Linked DNA regions of Mus musculus: regions 2 and 3 are each linked to region 1. The links are chromatin contacts, called in public Hi-C maps. All regions are on one chromosome and are shown on one strand. Each heading gives the region's core, a stretch centred on a gene start, on an enhancer-like site or on the middle of the called end of the contact. The rest is flanking DNA. Distances are from core to core; before and after follow the strand shown.

Region 1 (4,810 bases), core at 1,166-3,665:
GTGATAAAGCCATAGAAGCTTATTCAAAGATAATTTGGAAACAAATCATAGTAGAGAACCAATACTTGAGGCTTTTAGAAATTGTAAATTCATATAAATGCTGCTTCTTATAAATCATTGGTGTCCTAAGACTATTCAGAAAAATATTTAGAAAAATAAAAAGTGAGAAAGATTAGTTACAAATCTGCTATATTTAAGTACAATGTAAATATACATAAAGTGAGAATAATATTAAGGAAAGTGCTATGATTTGATGAGGTTAAGTGATATATAAGTACTGGTTTCAACCATAATAAACACTCAACTTACATCATTTCCTTTTAAATCAATTGAATTTTCAACCAGGTTAACTATTTGATGAAACAGTTGCTACTAATGAAAGTTGGTGACCAGCCTGTTAGCATTTTAAAGTTATTTTGGTCCTTCACCCAGAATTAGTGATGGACAGTTCACACACAGTGAAATTGTAAATATAACAGAATGCTGAAAGATGACTTATTAGTTATTAAGACTAGAATCTTAGCAATCAGGGTAATTACTCCATCTCTATAATGGTTCTTTTGTTAGAAAGAAATTTTGCAGTCTTTCTTCTAAAATACATTTTTGTGTTCTGACAGGGTCCTCCAGGACCAGTAGGTCCTTCAGGAAAGGAAGGAAACCCTGGGCCACTTGGACCAATTGGACCTCCTGGTGTGCGGGGCAGTGTAGGAGAAGCAGGACCAGAGGTAAGGTCAAAAGAGTTTGCATGGAAGATGCTGTTGCCAAAATGGAGTCAATCCAATGGCAACTGTGGAACCTTGCCAACAAGAGTTTCAAGAGACTCTTAAGCCTAGAAACCACAACAAGGTTATCTACTTAAGTAATTATTTCAAGTCTTTTAATACATGGTATTCAGAGCATATAAAAATAAGAGTTCAAGATACCAAGCCCTTGAACCTATATTATATCGAGGTTAAATATCAAACTATAATTCCATTCTTATCAAAGTTTGACAAACATTGCATTGTGTGAAATTACAATAATCTTAGTTTGCTTTCCTGTTAAAAACTCTGACAAAATCAAGTTAAGAAAGGGTTTATTTACATCATAGTTCATGATACAGTCCTGCATGGCAGGGATGTCAAGGCAGCAGGAGCTTGAAACAAAATGAAGCATATGAGTTTGAAATTTTTCTTCCCCAAAGATGACATTTAAGATTTTAATTTTCAGTGTTCAATTAAAAATCTAATTGTATTTAGTATAATTTCAAACACTAAACCATGTTAGTTAGTCTCTGTCCTCAGACATTCGGCGTCTATCTACACACAGACCCACTCTGTACATTTAAAGGTTGTCTGATGCTTCTTTGATCTTATTTATCTGACCTTACTGTCTTAATCTTTGTTCCTACAGTGACAGTGCCATTGAATAGTTGAATGTTTATTATTTATTACGTGGCTATAGAGGCTCATTCTTCTTATAGTCAAGAAAGTTTCACAGTTTTAGAACTTCTATTTGACTTGGGTGGTAATTGATTTACTTTCTTATGGCTCAGTGCTCTTCCTCTCAGATTACTGTAGGATGTGTGAAATTCGGAGGATCTCCCAGAAAAATCAATTTTCTATCTATCCATCTATCTATCATCTGTCTTTCTCCCTGAAATCAGTGTTTTGAGGATAAGAAAGCACAGAGGTTGAAACGCCTTCCCTGAAGCCTCAGTTGAGTTGCAGAGCTAATATTATTAACATATCAGCCTCTGACACCAAGGGCTTTGCATTTTACCTGAACTGTGTCTCTTTAGTTGTTACTTGGCTTCTTTGAGACTCTTGAGAGCTTCCTCTGGAAATGCAGAGGAATTAATGGAGAGCACTCAGCTTGTAATCTTTTCCACTTTTTGGGGGTTTGATTTGAGTGGTCACATTTCATCAGTTCTCCCCTGAAAACAGAAGAACAGGATACACTTTTAAGGCTATGAAAAGGATAATGAAAAACTTTCTTTGAATTTGTTCAGTACAGAGAATTTTTACATTTGTCAAAATTCACATACATACAAAAAACTTCCTATTTTTTTTTCTTGATTTGGACAAACCAACAAGTTCACTAACGGGAGTCTTGCGTTCATTACCCTAATATTTGCATGCAGACATACAGAAACAGCTCTCACACACTAGCATCCTTTTTCTGCCTTCTGCCCATAGCTCTGGTAAAGAATTCTAGTTGTATCTTGCTCAAAATTGTTTTGAAAAGAATGTAACTCTGAAAGTTCTTCACATGAAATACATCATATCTTCAAAGAAGACATCAAAGCAAAGAGTTTGGCTTTAAGCTTTGTTTATCTCAGAGCCTGTCTGGTAGATACTTTCCCTGAAAAGCGGTTCAACATCACTCCTCATTTTGCAATGTTATCACTTGACAGGCTAGCCCTGCCTGTTTAAGAAGTATGAATCACACTTCTTCAGGATCGACTTATTCTTGTGCCAAGTTGTAAATGTCCCCACACAGCATAGTAAGCAATTTCGTAAAACAAAACAAAATGCTATTAAATGTCTTTCCAATTTCTCCTTAATTAGGGTCCTCCTGGTGAACCTGGGCCTCCTGGCCCTCCAGGTCCCCCTGGCCATCTTACTGCTGCTCTTGGTGATATCATGGGACACTATGATGAGAACATGCCAGATCCACTTCCAGAGTTTACGGAAGACCAGGCAGCTCCAGATGACACAAACAAAACAGACCCTGGGATCCATGTTACCCTGAAGTCTCTCAGTAGTCAGATTGAAACCATGCGTAGCCCTGATGGTTCCAAGAAACACCCAGCCCGCACTTGTGATGATTTAAAGCTTTGCCATCCCACAAAGCAGAGCGGTGAGTAGACAGGGGCCTGTTTGAGTAAAACATATTGATTGTGTTGAGTTATTCTCAACTGCTTCCCAAAATGTATTTTTAACTTTATAGTTAATGATAGAAACAAAGATAAATTGTTGAGCATGCTCTAGAGCTTATAGTTTTGTGGTTGTGACAATTAATTGAAAAGATGATAGATAGCATATATAATAAAGGCCACATCATATCAAAAAAACAATTTTGAGGAAATAGTTCAGACACACACACACACACACACACACACACACACACTACTTGCTCATGCATAATTAAAAATACTTTCTTACCTACATTATCATTCAGAATTTTAATTAGGTAAATCATTGAGAGGCCAGTAAAGGACATGTTTCCCTAACTGATTTGCATATTGAATCAATTTATTGCACTTTAATGACCTGCCAATCAATCCTTTGCTATACTGCCTGGCAGGATCAAGTATAGTGATCTTTTATGGCAGTTTGGAATGAAATAGTGTCTCTACCTAAGTTGTATGACAGTGTTCTTAGTTTGCCTTCTTCAGTAATATTAAATTATTTAATTAGACCCAGAAAAGGGGGATCTAAGATCATTTGAATGAGTTTGGAAATACCAGGGTTTCAGTTAACTTTAAACTTTAACATCAACAGAGACAACTAAGAATGTTCTATCTAAAGAATATACACTTTTTGTACTATTTATGTCTCACAACTTCCCTCCCATTTTATATAAAATTTTATTTTTGCAGTTTATGTATAATAATACATGTATATGTATAGACCTATAGAAACAAATGTGAATAAATACACTTGATGTATATTTATACAATTATAGATCAAACATAAAAGGCAAAATCTTGGTTTAAAAATCACTTGGATGTTTTGAGTCTTAAGTTCATGATTTGGAAAAGTGCTTTTGAAAAGAAGTTAGCATGAAGAAGACCCCTAGTGCTTAATAGTTACATTTCATATATATAGATGAATATTTCATATATATATATGTGTGTGTGTGTGTGTGTGTCTATGTGTCTACTTGCATGTATATTTATGTGTCATATGTGTGTGGCTGCATGTGAACAGCAGGTTGACATGAGATGTCTTCTTTAATTACTGTACATCTTATATGGTAAGATGGGGTTTTTAGCTGAGTCTACACTTCATCTTTTTAGCTAGTCTAGCTAATTGGCTCACTGTAGGGATCTCCTGTTTCCATTGTTCCACATGCTGGGATTGCAGGGGGGCCACAATACCCACCTAGCCTTTGTATAGGATATGTGTGTGTGTGTGTGTGTGTGTGTGTGTGTGTGTGTGTGTGTGTGTGTGTGTCTGTTTGAGTATCCTAACTCAAGTCCTCATGCTTATGTGGAAACATTTCACTTGCTGAGCCTTCTTCCCAGTCTCTTACTAATTATAGTTTGAATAAAGGATGAAATCTCTACTGATTATTTTAGAGACTCACAATCATATTTGAGATAATCTTCATTTAGCACATATTTCTATCTTGGAAAATAGGTGAATATTGGATTGATCCTAACCAGGGATCAGCTGAAGATGCAATCAAAGTTTACTGCAATATGGAAACAGGAGAGACATGTATTTCAGCAAACCCAGCCAGTGTTCCACGTAAAACCTGGTGGGCCAGCAAATCCCCTGACAATAAGCCTGTGTGGTACGGTCTTGACATGAATAGAGGATCTCAGGTGAATTAACATATTTACCTAGAATTATATTTTTAATTGTTATTATTTATTATGTTTTCATATTTATTAAAATGATGCTATTATTGTTTGACTGGATTTAATGTATTATGTTTACTTTTAAGTGATATCTTCCCTTATTACATGTCACTGACTGTGGAGGACAGTGGGAAGGGTCTTGTCTCAACTCCAGGAAACGTAGGTCACAATTAGAACTCATTAAATTACTAAGCCTTGCTGGGCGTGGTGGTGCACGCCTTTAATTCCAGCACTTGGGAG
Region 2 (4,810 bases), core at 920-3,419, 360 kb after region 1:
TTACCATGAATTGAGGATGGGAGTAGATTCAGGCATAATTTCTCATCACCAGAATTTTAAAATGATTGATCTGCTAAGAAATTCAGATCTTACATGTAATTTATTTCAGATATAGTAGAATATTCTGTTAGTTGAGCCTGAAGTAACAGTATTTTCTCTTAAGAGGATTCACTATTTTTTAGAAGGTATATCATAAACCAACTAATAATTTATTTTGGTTTGATTTTCCATGCTACACCTTAATCAACTTCTATACAACATTCAGTACAGATGAGAAATGATATCACAGATACATATGTTTTGGCATTGCTTATTGGCTTCCTCACTCTTTCTAAGGTGAAGTACAGATATTTCTAAGTTGACCCATTTGTCAGGCCTGTAAAATGTTTTCCAGTGTCCTCTTTTTTCTTACATATAATTCCTCTACTATTCAGTTAATTAAAATTCCAAAATTATTGCGTACTTATTTCTTTATTAAATTTGTTAAATTTCTTTTAATTAAATTTTCCTCTTACTGGATGAGTAACATTTAAAAGGAATGGCTGCTTTTAAGTATTTTCCTATAAACAGTTGTTAGATAACTTGAATAAGTTACTGTAAGTATGCATTTTCTTTTCCTTTTTTGTTTATTCGTTGAAATTTTCAAATATATATATATATAATGTATCTTGATCATATCTAATGCCCTCTTTCCACTACTCCCTCCCTCTCCAAATACAATTGCCTCCCATCTATTATTTATCCTTTAAGATTTGTTTCATTATTAAGCATGATAGTGGTGGTGGTGTGTGTGTATGTGTGTGCATGTGTGTGGTTTTTTGGATACATGTGTGTGTGTATGGGGGGGTTATACATGTGAGTTAAGTGTTTATATAGTCCAGAGGGAAAATAAAATACCATGGATCTGGAGATGCAGTTGTGAGCCAACTGAGGTAGTTGCCAAGAACTGAACTGAAGTCCTTTGAAGAGCAGTAAACACTTTAAGTTCTGAGTCATTTATCCAGCCCCCATGTCTCTTTAAACAAATCACTCCACGAAGTCCAATTACTACTGCCATTATATGCACTGATGTGGATTGTTATCGACTGGGGCTACGGTAATCTTCCAGTTGCTATTCCCCAAGAAAAGTGATTCTCCTGCTCCCAGCAGCGATCAACTTCCAAGAGCTTCCTGGGAAGGTGTGGGGCCTCAGGAGCCCAGCTTCTTTGTGTGCTAAAATTTTTAAATGTCTTGATCTGTGCAGGTAGCTATATCTACTGTAAGTTCATGTGAGCAACTATTGCATTATGTCCAAAGGACAGCATTTCACACCACTCCTCTGTATTTTCTAATTAATTTATCTATTCTTTCTCCTCTTGTATGGCATTCACTGAGTGTTGGTATGGAGGAGGGCTGATATAGATGTCCTTATGTGTCACAAAGCACTCACAGTCACTTATTCTTAGCACTTTGAACACTGATGAGTCTCTTCATTAGAAGCTGCCTACTACAGTAAGATGCTCTCTGCTCAAGGTTAAGTTTAAAGCAAATCTGTGCACATTTATGTAAATATTTAGAGGGCAGTCTGATAACATGAATTTTGCAAAATAAAACAAATAGGTTTCCTCTTTCAGACTATGACTTCCACCTTCATGGGTTTTGACCAAGTTTCCAATACCCATACATGAATTTGCCAGTGAGGAGCAGATCTCAGGTCTAATCAAAAGAATGGTTGGTTAGCCCATAAACACAGTCTTGCTACTCTTAGCATCAATAGTACATATTGTCCTGTAGGTCAGTATTGTTTAGAATGCAGGGTCCAACACAGGGTTATGCCATTGATGTCTAGTGGTTGCCAGCAGCCAACAAAGCACATACCAGCCCGGTGAAAGCTAGCTAACAGAGAGATAGGTTTCTGCTTAGTTCAGGCTTTGTTTCTCTATTTTCTACAACCAAAATGTGTGATTTCTTCAGCAATGAGGAGTTACAATTTTAAAAAAATGTATCTTCCATAAATCTACTTCCTTAGAAACATAAGGTTTTGCTTTTGTAAGAATAATCCATGTAGAATTTTTTAAAATGAACAAACACCATTTTTCTTTCTTGACCCTTTTATTATGAAATGCACCCTGTGTCTATCCAGCTGTGTGGCTCTGGGCCAGTACTGTGAGTCACTGCCCTACATTCTGCATGTACAAACAGGAATTAACAGAAAGGAGAGGCAAGGATAGTGCTCTTGGGTCTTGCTTACAGTCAAACACCAGGGGAGGGAAGCTATTATATGATTTCCAGTGAAGTCTGATTTGCTGTAATTCTTTCAAATCACAACATTTTGAGTTTTAGTTAGTTGAGAAGATCAAAGAGATGGAGTTAGGATAAAAAGAGAAATGGTTCTCAAAAAGAAATTTTGATTATGTTTTAGCTAGGAAATCCCTTGACAATGTTAACAAATACTTCCACTAAAATGTCATAAAAGCAAAACATCAATGACGAAGTGTAAAACGAATGTGTTTCTCAGATCCATGAACTTGCAATAAATAACCTTGACAGGATGTAGGTATATCTCCTGGTGTTTTGCATCTCTCTGACATTTTCTCTCTCTCTCTCTCTCTCTCTCTCTCTCTCTCTCTCTCTCTCTCTCTCTCTCTGTTTTTCTTTCTCCCCCCCCCATGTTGTTACTAATACTGAGAAAGAATATTATAAATCATATTGTGAAATGTTCTGAAAATATTACTGATAGATTTATAGTTAGTAAAGTCAAGTTTTAAGGACATGGTCAGTTCCATACTGATTGGTTCTATGAGTGTTGGCTTACACTCATTCTCATGACCCAATTTTATACACTTCCCTCGTCCATTTCTTCCATTTTCCCCTTTCTCTCCTGCTCTAATATCAGCACAAAAAAATTTTTAGTGAGTCATTGGTGGTGGCTAGTGTTTAGCAAGTCCCACACTATCTAGTAATTACATGATATCAGCAACTGGTCCACATGAGCAGTTTGCACTTGGATTCTAGGCAGGTTAAACACATGGATTAAATAACTTTAGTGGGAACCAGATGGTTCTAATCAAAGAGCAATTGTTCTCATAGACAATCAGATGAGGAACAGATTCACAAGCAGATTCCCATGCCACGTTGACTAGAAGCTAACAGTGGAGCCTGAGCTCCCACGCCCAGCTTCCCTCCCTAAGGAAAAGAGAAATGAAAATGAGCCCAAGGGCAAAAGTGAGTCTGAACAGAAAGATATACTACACCATGTAGCTGCTAGAGAAAAGGGAAATTATAAAACAGAGGGGGGAAAAATCTAGAATTTCAGGAAATCATCTATTTGAAAATCTCTAAACCTCAACAGATTTATTCATCCTCATTTATTAGTTTATTTCATTCTTCCTTTAGATAAAGATATAATTCTTCTTTTAATATTATATGTAAGTTGATCTAGATTCATAGATACTTTTGTGTGGAAAATTGGGGACATAAGATTGCTGTTAGGGATACCTGAGAACTTGTTTAATAAAACACATAAGTATTTGTGCTTAAAGTCAGTATAGAATTCTTTAAAACCCCAGAGTTACTTCTACAGGTCCTGTTTTCATAAACAGAAAAATGTCAGTAATTTTCTTGTGGTCTCTAACAGTTAAGTATTGTATAAATATTGTTGTCAGTGTGACTGCTGTTATTTTTATCCTGACTTTACTAAGTCCATTTACTGAAGCCTTCTCTGGTAAAAGGTCTGGAAAGCTTCAAGTCCATACAATCAAAAACAATGATGAACTCCCTTAGGAATGCAGCTTCACTAAACACCACATGAACAGAGCCTTGCTGAAGCTGGGAAAATGTTGTAAAGTGTGGTAGAAATATCCATATGAGGAGGCAAATGGACATTGGACATTTCAGCCTTCCTCTTTGTGTTTCAGTGAACCAAATATAAGAACACATAATAGAAGGTGAAGAAATGGGACACAATGTAGGAGAAAGGCAAGTGGCAAAAAGAGAGTGAGGAAGGATCAGGGAAGAGAGAAGAAATTGAATTCTGAGCCAAAATGGCTTTCATTGACTACAGCTTGCTGACTATAGCCCTTTGGCTGATAGGTAACTCTGGCATATAGCCTTGAAGACATGAAGCTATGGAACCACTGCCAAGATTTTACTTTTCATTTTTTCATTCAAATAAAAAAGATTAGGGGCCCATAAATATGTTTGTAAATTGTGAGCATCACTAATAATGGAAAAGGGTTCAAGATTATTACCATGTAATATTTGAGCTTCCTCTATGTTGTTATCATCTAGCAATATTAATCTGTCTCCTCCAAATCAATCACATTTGCTTTAGATATACAATTTTCTTTCCTTTCCTGGAAATTGGAGCAATCATTTCTTCAGAAATAGACTTTGTTGTTTCTGTGCATTTCTCCTACATAGAGGGACAAAGAATATGAAAACAGAGAAATGTAGAGTCATTTGAAAAGAGGAGGGAATGCTACTTTTAAAAAATCACTGTCTAACATCTTCAATGAATATAGTAACAAAATTTCTTTCAAGGGAAAACTGTTTTTATTTAGGACACTGCTTTATAGACTTTTGAGTTACAAAGACTATAGCATCTATATGTGAAAGAGATACACACATACATAATTTGTCTAAAATCATAGAGTATTGACCTTCATTTGTTTATTAAATCTAGGGTACCAAGTACAAAAAAAAATGGAATATGTGCCAGATAACTTTAACTGTCAAGTTGCCACAATCTCAAATCAGCTGGGGAGCAATATAGGAAGGTTATAGGAATGTCTGTTGGAGGCTGTCTTGATTGTTAACTGATGTTTTAAAA
Region 3 (4,810 bases), core at 743-3,242, 290 kb before region 1:
CATCAGTGAGTAAATCTGCAATTATTGACCACTTTTGAAGGCTGCTGATGGTTTTGCGATCTGATGGAAGAGGTAAGTGTGCTCTAATGGAAAGTTAGAGTGTTTTCTGCTCTATACAGATACTATAACCTAAAGTATGGCTAAAGCCAAGTCACTGCCTCAAATTAAGGAAACCTCAGAAATATTGTTCATAGTATTAATTAATTGTTCACATTATTTATAAACCAGTACCATCAACCAGTACTTATTGAATATTCCCTTATACCAAATACAACTCTGAATATTGTAGCAGACATCAGCTAGACATCCAAATTGGTACAACACACAGTGACACATAGATAGGGATTTTTCCAACTTTGGTTTTAGTATCATTCTGCATTCAGTTAATAAAAACATTTTCTTTAAGTTGAATATGACTTTTATATATCATTTGTTCTATCATTTACTGCATTTAATCTTTAGAAAACTACTCTTTTAGTCTGTTTTCTGAAAGAAAAGCTTTCTTTCTTGAATGCTTTTGCCCCAGAGCTTCTGTAATGTCACTTCAGGTTTGTATGGACTAGCTGAATTTCATGCCCAAACAGCTGCATTTTCTTTGTGCAGGCACATGTGTGTATTAAGGTACAGGCAGACAATGCATAATGATGCTAGAATATATGGCTTTTATGTTTTAGGAGGGCTAGGGTATGGTCCAAAATATGAGAAATTAAGATAATTTATGACAGGGAGTGGCAGGAGATTATCTTACTTATTGACTCCATGTTTTCTGACTCTGGGAAATTCCTTGTATTTTCTGAGGCTTGTTTTCCTTGTCTTTGGAATACTGTGAATACCAGAAATAATATTTGTTGAGCACCTTGTAGAGGGAAATCATAGTTTGCACTAAACGCGTAGCTAATAACAGAATCAACGACTGGGGGTTAGCAGGGAGAGTAAGATCTTCCTGCCAGAGGCAAGAATCTGTGAGGTGCACATGGATACTCCATGTTTCTGTCCTCCACAGCAAACCAGATCATCTATGAGGTGCACGTGGAGACTCCACAGTTCTGTCATCCACAATAGACCCAGCTGGTGCAGTCTGCATGTAGCTATAAGATGAATTCATAAGCAGGTAATCCATCTGCCATCCTACATATAGTCCAATCTTTTCATTTTTGCAGCACTGGAACATGAGGCCCAGAGAAGTATAATTTGCTCAAAATGCCACATTAAGTATGGCAGAAATCTTTGAAAAGAACTACAAACTCAGGAATTCTTTAATACAAATATTGGTTGTGCTCACCTGCTTTCACAGTAACTGAATTCATTATCATTCTGCATTTTTATAAACGAGAACCGAACTCCTTTTTCTTTCATATCTTTTGCTCTACAGAATTGAGTCACATTGAACATTTTATACTGGCAGTTATTATTTTAAATGTGATGTCTGATTCAAACCTTATGTTCATTAGCTTTCAGAAAAGTAAAAAAAAAAAAAAAAAAAAATGCCCGAGGGTCAGCAGATGTTGAAGGACGTAGGTAGACAGATAATTAGGAAGTGGTTTTCTAAGTAAGGGTTACCCTAAAATTTTATGCACACTCTCCTTTGATCTTTGGACTTTTTTCTCTTTGGCCTGCGTATGATGCTGGAATCCACTGTAGCTGGCAATGGTTTAATTAATCCTTTTCACGGAAAAGTTCATGTTTGCTAACAACTACAGAATTCATTTGAATTTACTTAGCTAAAGGGGAACATGATGAAGAACGATAGAGTGAGGTCTTTGTCTCATCACTTACAACTCAGCCTCCACTGTTTTTGTTTGTTTTAGTTACATTTTCAAACATTCCCATTTTCCCATGTTCTGTGCTCGCCTTGGGAAACCTTCTAATAGCATAAACGACAAACAGGAGTTCCTGCCTGCTGACTCATCAGTTCGGTTTGGCAGGACTCTACTTGCAAATGCTGCAGCAGGCCACTTTCAGAGTAAGTCCCTGGCAGCAGATGTCACTGTTGGTCTGTCTAACTCTGGGGCCTTTCCTCACTAGTGGAGCTCATGAGCCTGACCTAGTCAAGCCTATATTTCAGGGAGCATGGTTTTATGAAACATTTAATAGTGGCTCGTGGGACTGATTTAAGAGTCATGTCTCGATCTTGTTTCATTACACAGTATTTTAAATACTGTTATTTTTCACTTTTGCTTCCTATGTTCTGGGGAATCAAATTCAGTACCCTTGCATGCTAGGCAAACATTCTGCCACTGACTTATACCCTGCACCCTTGTTTATTTTGAGACTGAGTTTCACTGTGCATTCCAGATTGGTCTTGAAATCTTGGCTCAGCCTTGTGAGTGTTGGGGTTACATATGTGCAACACTAGCCTCCATTTTTAATAGAGATCTTTTCTATTAACTTGAAATGTTTTTCCTTTCTTCTCTCTTGGTTCATGTTGTATATTTTATTTTTGAGGATTTATTTATTTTATGTACATGAGTACTCTATAGCTGTCAGACTCACCAGAAGAGGGCATCGAATCCCATTACAGCTGGTTGTGAGACACCATGTGGTTGCTGGGAATTGAACTCAGAACCTCTGGAAGAGCAGTCAGTGCTCTTAACTGCTGAGTCATCTCTCCAGCCCCGTGTGTATTAAGAATGGAACATCTCTCCTTCTTTTCTCTCAACTGTGCTCATTTGCTCATGTGTAAATCCCTTGATGACCCATTCTGTAAGAGATTTTTTTTCAACATCAGTTTTGTACCCACAGTTTTACTTAGTTTTGTGAGCTGTCTATCTATACTGTCTGTTAACCTCTCACATTCTTTCTTCTACTTACTCTTCTCTGGGATTCCAGGACAGTGACCTTAGAAGTCACATACCTCAGACTCAGCTTTCTGAAAGCGTTGAGTAAGACTTGATACTGCAATGTGAGAGTGGGAGAGGGGGCAAGGCATTCTCCAGTCTCTATTTTACTATTCTGTTCAACCACTAAGCATCAGTTTGTGATGGTAGCTGTAGGGTAGTCCCAGCCTCTTGCTTCTATTGGCACTTCTATAAGAAGTCTCATAATTTTCTCTCAGAGGAACCCACTGCCGGCAGCAGCATACATCCTTTCTTCATAGTACCAGATGTGAGGCACCTCCTGCTATCTCCTAGGTTCTGTTTATCTTTACCCTTTGTTTCCTGTGTCTCAGGTCTGTAACTGCTTCCTAAGTTAACTCTGTGTCTCTAACCTCCATTAAAACTCTGTGTTGAAAACCATGGTTTTCTTTTTTCTTTCTTCATGACTTGTTTTTAACGTAAAAAAAAAAATATATATATATATATATATATAAAGTAGCAACATCACATCATGTTTTGATTAATATTTTTTCTGCTTGTTACACTTACAGTTTGTAGGTTGAACTCTAGGTATTTTGTACTTTTTGGCTAATATCCACTTATCGATGAGTACATACTATGCATGTCCTTTGGGTCTGAGTTACCTCACTCAGGATGGTATTTCCTAGTTCCATCCATTTGCCTGCAAAATTCATGATGTTCTCATACTTTAAAAAAAATGATTATTTTATTTATTTACACTTCAAATGTTATCCCCTTTCCCTGTTTCTCCTCTGCAAACACCCTATCCCATTCCCCCTTACCTTGCTTCTATGAGGGTGCCTCCATACCCACCCACACCGGCCTCACCAACCTAACATTCCTCATACTGGGGCAACAAGCCTTCACAGGAACAAGGACCTGCCCTACCATTGATACCAGATAAGGCTCCTTCAGCTCCTTTAGTCCTTCTTCTAACTCCTCCATTGGGGTCCCCGTGCTCAGTCCAATGGTTGGCTGCAAGCATCCAGATCTGTTCTGTCAGGATCTCTCAGAGCCTCTCTGGAGACAGTTGTATCAGGCCCCTGTCAGCAAGTACTTCTTGGAATCCACAATAGCCTCTGAGTTTCGTAACTATATATGGGATGGATCCCCAGGTGGGGCAGACTTTGGCTGGCCTTTCCTTCAGTCTCTGCCCCACATTGTCTTTGTGTCTCCACCCGTGGGTGTTTTGTTCTTCCTTCTAAGAAGGACCAAAGCCTCCACACTTTGGTCTTCCTTCTTCTTGGACTTTACGTGGCCTGTGAATTGTATCTTGGGTATTATGAGCTTTTGGGCTACTATCCACTTATCACTCAGTACATACCATGTGTGTTCTTTTGTGATTAGGTTAACTCACTCAGAATGATATTTTCTAGTTCCATCCATTTGCCTAAGACTTTCATGAAGTCATTTTATTTAATAGCTGAGTAGTACTCCATTGTGTAAATGAGCCACATTTTCTGTATCCATTCCTCTGTTCAAGGACATCTGGGTTCTTTCCAGCTTCTGGCTATTATAAATAAGGCTGCTATGAACATAGTGGAGCATGTGACCTTGGAACATTTTTTGGGTATATGCCCAGGAGTGGTAATATGGCTGTTTAAATAATTTCTAAAACATAATTACACTGATTGACATGCTAAAGTGGGTGGGAAAATCTCACAAGGACCCAGGTCCTAGACCCATAGAAGAACTACTACAGGCTAGTGTTTGCTGAATAACATGAAATCAGTCTTCTCCAAGGACCAGCCATTGATGTGTGATCCAATAACAAGTGATTAGTCATAAATATAGCCATAAATATTTAGGAAAAAATCCTTGCTCAAAAGTTAATTAGAAAGCCAAAAGTCACTCACTTGAACAAAGAATACTGATATACAGAGAATAAAGTGGGAGGCTGTGAATGAAGGAAAAGTGGCTTTAAGCAGTGTATGATATGCAGTGTGTGGAAATAATACAATAAACCTCACTAA

What was found. A called contact is a pair of places that touch in the nucleus more often than the background predicts.
Region 2: a Hi-C map of uterus shows a contact between it and region 1, with 4 times the contacts expected there. The contact joins two enhancer-like sites.
Region 3: a Hi-C map of uterus shows a contact between it and region 1, with 2.8 times the contacts expected there. The contact joins two enhancer-like sites. A contact is called at or near these places in 2 of 484 Hi-C or Micro-C datasets (both in uterus), 1 of 115 datasets of contacts at active chromatin or transcription factors (fibro-adipogenic progenitors) and 1 of 9 other capture datasets (adipose tissue).

Annotation. Positions count from the first base shown.
Region 1 is chr1:45,378,031-45,382,840 of GRCm38.p6, reverse strand. It overlaps Col5a2 (collagen, type V, alpha 2), which reads left to right. Exons shown (of 54, transcript NM_007737.2): 50 at 618-725; 51 at 2,550-2,841; 52 at 4,347-4,534. Among named protein-coding and RNA genes, the nearest start is that of Col3a1, 69 kb to the right of the region's middle. Within about 2 kb of position 2,415, at least 10 of the 459 cell types and tissues checked have an H3K27ac peak or open chromatin away from gene starts, as enhancers often do. A contact at or near this core is called in uterus, where this site is marked.
Region 2 is chr1:45,019,675-45,024,484 of GRCm38.p6, reverse strand. No RefSeq gene overlaps it. Among named protein-coding and RNA genes, the nearest start is that of 4930521E06Rik, 280 kb to the right of the region's middle. Within about 2 kb of position 2,169, at least 77 of the 459 cell types and tissues checked have an H3K27ac peak or open chromatin away from gene starts, as enhancers often do. A contact at or near this core is called in uterus, where this site is marked.
Region 3 is chr1:45,670,108-45,674,917 of GRCm38.p6, reverse strand. No RefSeq gene overlaps it. Among named protein-coding and RNA genes, the nearest start is that of Gm23216, 13 kb to the left of the region's middle. Within about 2 kb of position 1,992, at least 50 of the 459 cell types and tissues checked have an H3K27ac peak or open chromatin away from gene starts, as enhancers often do. A contact at or near this core is called in uterus, where this site is marked.